Regions from separate parts of the Podarcis muralis genome. Here region 2 is linked to region 1. The links are chromatin contacts, called in public Hi-C maps. All regions are on one chromosome and are shown on one strand. Each heading gives the region's core, a stretch centred on a gene start, on an enhancer-like site or on the middle of the called end of the contact. The rest is flanking DNA. Distances are from core to core; before and after follow the strand shown.

Region 1 (2,700 bases), core at 135-2,634:
TTTGGGAAATTCGGTACTACTGTCTCCTCAAATCAAATAATAATTATTTAAATTGTTTTTTACAATGGACTTTAAAAAAGGATCTTGGAACAACTTACAGATAATAAGTAATATAGTCACTGCTCTCAGGTTTGCCAAGTTAAAAGACAAGATCAAAATGCAAAAAAAGACATATTAGGGTAACACCTTCAGGCAACCAAAATAATGTGCAAACTTTCAAGTTCTTTTATCAGGCTAGGTTAGGGTGGGGAATCTTTTCAGCCAGACAGTTGTAGTCTCCTGGACATTCTCCAGAGAGCCATGCACCAGTGGTAAGCAGCAGAAGTCGGCAGAACATCAAATGTAAATTTTGCCATTGTACCATAGGCTGGTTTCTACACACCCTCCCTCTTGTCCATCCAGACAAGCAAGAGAAGTTCCAATCAAGCAAAAAAATACTTGGGAGTTTGAAGCAGGACCTGGATGGTAAAGAGAGTAATGGGGGAGGGAGTTGGGTGACACGGACACCACTGAATCAGCATTGGGGCACGCAAGGATAGGGAAATGAGGAGGGTGGAGGAAAACAGAAAGCTTGTGCACTAGCTACAATTCTTATAAGGACTTGCTGGAATGAAAACAGGGCAGTCAATGCAATGACTGTTACTAGATGGCAGTTAAAGGGAGGGCCAAAAAAAAAGCTAGCCTCTCAGCAGAGTTGATGGGAATAGTCCTGCTTCTTTTCTCTACTTCTGTTCCGCAGTTTGAATGACTCCAGCCGGCAGAATTTAAAGCAACATTTCATGCTGCAGATTTGACAGGCAGAAAAGGGATTGTAAACGGACAGCTAGAAGGAAGGCAGGCAGATGGGATAGGTGCGCACATGGCTGGGTAATGGCTTGCTAAAACAAATGGAATTGGAAAGCGCTGCATTTGAACTGATTTTAAAGAGCAGCACAAGCCTACACGTGCCTACTCAAAAGTAAATCCATTGCCTCCAATGCGGTCTCCCCTACCCCCCTCGATGAGCAGAGGATTCTCGCTTACAGCGCAATCCTTATACATGTCTACTCAGAAGCAAGCCCTACATGGCAAGTAGGTACAGGACTGCGGCTGTGAATAACGAAATCAAACCCACGGACGTGGTCGCGCGCAACCGATGCCTGAACCAGAACTTGACACGGAGCTTTCAAGCTACGAGGCTGCGCCTGACAACTGATCTTGAGCGTTTAGCTCCTGCTAGCGGAACCGCCGGGCCCCTTACGAGGCTGCAGGCCGGAGAGATGCTGCAGGCGCAGCCTTCCCCGGTCGCTGCTCCGCCAAAGGAACAGGACGGCTCCACCTGTTGGATTTCCGCAACCCAAAGGGGAGCCTCGGCGAAGCGCCCGCCGCCTACAACCGGAAACCGGAAGTTTCTCCGGAGAGCTATGAATTTCCCTTGACTCGGAGAGGAAGGAAACTTCATACCGGAAGCGGCGGCGGCCGGAGCGCGGAGCCTGTGACCTCTGCGCCCCCTAGTGTGCCTCGGAGCCGGGACCCTCTTCGCTGACGTCCGGAGGGAGGGAAGCCGGAGCGGGAGGCGCGGCCGGAGGGGGTAAGTAGGAGGGCGCGGACCGGGGGTCGCCTCCTGGGAAGGGCGAGGGGCTGCCTCGGGGTCTCCCGGGACTGGGAACGGCCGCAATGCTATGTTGCCTCCTTTCTCCCATTCACTCCATGTTGGACGCGGAAGGTGCTGCCACTAAAACCGGACCCTGCTTGTCTGCCCTTCCTAGGGCACAGACCTCCCTAGAGCACACAGAGTGGAGCTTGGGGCACCCATGTCGTGTGGCCAGTTCTGTGTCCCAGCCTCCTCTAGTGCTTTCGTACCTCCGCCCTCCCAAAAAACACCCCACCGTAATATTTATTTATTACATTTATGTGGTGTACCTGGTTCTCCTCTTCTCTGCTTCATCCTCTCCACAACCCTGTGAGGTAGGTTAGGCTAAACGATGGGGAGTGGCCCAAGGCCATCCAGTGAGCTTCATGGCTGAGGGGGGATTCGAACCCTGATCTCCCAGGTCCTGGTCCAACACTCTTAACCGTTACACCACATATTTCAAAGCCTCACATACTCTGAGCCTGGCTTTGATAGCTCTTGAATCTTAACCCGATCCGTTCTCCTTTCAGTTCCCTGACAATGGCCTGTACTATAGAGAAGATCCTGACCGATGCAAGGACCCTGCTGGAAAGGCTGAAAGACCACGACAACGCAGCTGAGTCTCTCATTGACCAGTCTACCATGTTGCACAAGCGGGTTGTGTCCATGAAGGAGGCCGGCACGCCTCTTTCGCACAAGGTGAGTACGGACCCAGCAGTGTCAGCGTGAAAACGTGGGTCGGGGTGAGTGGAATGTTGTATGGATATTATTAGACTGCTCTGGGTTCACATGGACCATCTTTCCTTTACAAGTATCAAGAGGACGGAGCTGAGCTGAAGGACATGTCTAAATACAAACCTCATATTCTGCTATCTCAGGAGAACACTCAGATCAGAGACTTGCAGCAGGAAAACAGAGGTGAGCATTGTGTTAGCGAGGTAACTATGAGCCCTCAAGTGACTTGTTTGGCTGCAAGGGTTAACCAGAACATAATGCAAGCCTGCACCACTGATGGTTGTCTTGAACTGAAGGATGTAAAGAGCATCCATGCCTGTGTGGTCTAGTCACAGCTCTAAACAGGATTAGTC
Region 2 (2,715 bases), core at 78-2,577, 200 kb before region 1:
CTGGAAAAACAAATTGCAACAGAGTTAACACAGCCAACGGCAACCATCTCGCCTTCACGGGTGCTGACAAGTCAGACTGACAACCAGGAGGTTCCCTACCCACAACACAAGCAGTCATTGAGGATGCCCTGGGCTTTCCCAGGAGGTGTGGCTTAGGGCACGGGGCACTTTATTGGCAGTAAGAGAAGCATCTGGGCAGTTCAAACAGAGTCTGGGGCTGAACTGAGTGATAGTTTATAATTTTGAGACATTCTCTAATCTGGGAAACCAGTCAACCCTTCCTCAGAAATTGGGGATTTGTGGACATGCCCTCAAGTCACACAGGACTGCTGGAGCAGAGGAATGCCTGTTGTATAAATTGTTGGCTGAGTGCAGATTACACAACGTGTTTCGTGCCAGGCCTCATTCTGATTTAGATTTAGACTAATGATTTAGACTAATGGCCTCCGAATCATTACATCTCGCCTGACTCCCAAATACTCCATGATAAGGAGCACAGTTCAGTGGTTGTCTGGTTGACAACATACTTGGCATGTAGAAGGTATTTTAGGCTCACCTGGAAAGGGAAGAGCTAGGAAAGTCTGCAATTCAGAATTCTGGAGAGTGTCTGCCAGGCAGCATAGAGCATCTGTGGCTACCCTGCGGCCCTACAAATGTCACTGGACTCCAACTCCTACCAACCCCAGCCAGCATGACCAGTGATCAGTGGTGGTGGGATTTGCAGTCCAGGCCTCCCCATGTTGCGCCCATGGTGCTGAACTATAGCTCCCATCATTCCTCTCCAATGGTGTACTGGCTGCAGCCCACGGGAGTTGGAGTCCAACAACAGCTGGAAGGTCAAAGGTGATTTAAACACCTTTTTTCAACATAGTCAACATGGACAGCTACCGGGGTCATTCTGCACACAAGCAGCAGAATGAAACAGTCGGAAGAGGTGGCAGGGACTGCACCGCTTCCGACGGCAGATTGCCTTTTCCAAGGCACATATTCTGACAAGGAAGCAATGCGGAAGAAGAGCTGGGCTCGTTTTCAGCCCAGCGTGCAAGTTTTCTATTTGCAGGGAGTTGTGCGTTTGTGGGTTTCCACGTGGTTGAAATGTGGTGGTGCTTTTAAAGGGGAGGGGAGGCCGTTCTGCCACCTCGCTCTCTTGCACCTGTAGATCTGGCCGCTGTTGGGATGCGTGGCGTGAAAGCCTGGATTGGTGCCCAAACTTACTCTGGGGATCTGTTTCCACGAGCGGGGCTGAGCGACGAGGACAGGAAACTGTCGCGAATCCTGTGCTCATTTTGGACAAGAGTGCGAGGCTTCTTCCGGGACAGGGGGCCTGGGGCTGGTCTTCTTCTCCGGGCAGCTGAAGTTCAGGGCGCCTCTTTTCCTGTCCGCTGAGCCCGGGCGAGGGACCCCCGAGGCGTCTCCGGCTCCGCTCCGCGCTGCCCGCCCTGCGCGCGCTCCCTCTGCCCCGCCCGGCACCTGCCTCCTCCTCGCAGGCCCCGCCCTCGCAGCCGGGCAGCCACCGCGGGCGAAGGCGTCTGTTAGCAGCGGCGAGCTGTTGGCGAAGGAGCGTGTGGTGCCGCTGCTGCAGCTGCGAGAGAGACGCCGGCCATGGGGAGAGTGCAAGGAGGGATGCGCTGCGTCAAGTTCCTGCTCTTCATCTTCAACTTCATCTTCTGGGTCAGTGCGGGGCGATCGCGGCCGGGGAGAACGAGCCGGGGAGCAAAAGGCGATCGGGGACTACGGGGCTGTGGGAAGCAGTGGTCAAAGAAGCGGGGAGAGATTGAATGGGATTCAGAATGCCCGCGAAAGGCGAGCAGTAAAGTCTGGTGATGGGGCAGAGAGAGGCTGTTTCATAGATCGTGGAGCTGGGACCACGGGGGTCATCTAGTCCAACCCCCTGCGATGCAGGGCTCTTTTGCCCAGTGCGGGGCTCGAACTCACGACCCTGAGATGAAGAGTCTCATTCCCTGCTAACTGAGCTTTCCCGCGCCTCCACTTCATCGGGAAGAGCAAACCGAGTAAGCCTTTTGCTGTCAGCTAAGAATCTTGCTCCTTCAGGCTGCAAACCGACACGCTTACGTACGTGCTGATAAACTGTAGCACAATCCCAGCCAGTCGGTTTCTCTCTCCCCCCTTGACCATCCTTCGTTGCACAACCCCCTACTACATGCCACCCTTCATGATCTCTTGAGCCTGCTAGAGCGAAATTGCAATAACATGGGCTGGTGTGCAACCGCTCTGCCCTGCGCATCCCTCTGCTTCTGATCACGGGGAGGCTAACCTAACAGCTGCTAGATATGTGGGATACTTCAGTGGGGAAGGACAGGCTTCCTTTTTCCGTCGGATCCTCTCTTTTGTAGATACTCTCTTTCTGCAATGGCTGTTTTGTGCAATCAATTTGTGCAGCTCTCAAAGTGGGGAGCAGGCAGGTACAAACTGATCCAAAGGAAATGAAGCTGAGGTTTTCTAGTGCAAAGTGCTGTGTGAAGTTAAGTGTGTTTTGAAGGAAGCAGTGTGTTACGGATCATCTGTCATCCTCATCTAACCCATGATATCTCAGTTACAGTAAAAAAACATATTGAGTGAATGAGTTACCTTTGTTAGAGTGTCTTTTCTGCATACGATCATCTTTTGTCTTTGGGGCAGATGAGATCATCAGGCCAGAAGTGTCTGTCTCTGCAACCCTCTTGTGGGAAAATGCCTATAACTTGCAAATTGTCT

The links. A called contact is a pair of places that touch in the nucleus more often than the background predicts.
Region 2: a Hi-C map of tail shows a contact between it and region 1, with 2.2 times the contacts expected there. The contact joins the promoter of TSPAN2 here to the promoter of SIKE1 in region 1. A contact is called at or near these places in 2 of 3 Hi-C or Micro-C datasets (blood and tail).

Annotation. Positions count from the first base shown.
Region 1 is chr5:67,960,204-67,962,903 of rPodMur119.hap1.1, reverse strand. SIKE1 (suppressor of IKBKE 1) reads left to right here and starts at 1,384. Exons shown (of 6, transcript XM_028734579.2): 1 at 1,384-1,570; 2 at 2,143-2,311; 3 at 2,425-2,530. The coding sequence starts at 2,153.
Region 2 is chr5:68,159,314-68,162,028 of rPodMur119.hap1.1, reverse strand. It overlaps TSPAN2 (tetraspanin 2), which reads left to right and starts at 1,327. Exons shown (of 8, transcript XM_028734610.2): 1 at 1,327-1,671. The coding sequence starts at 1,603.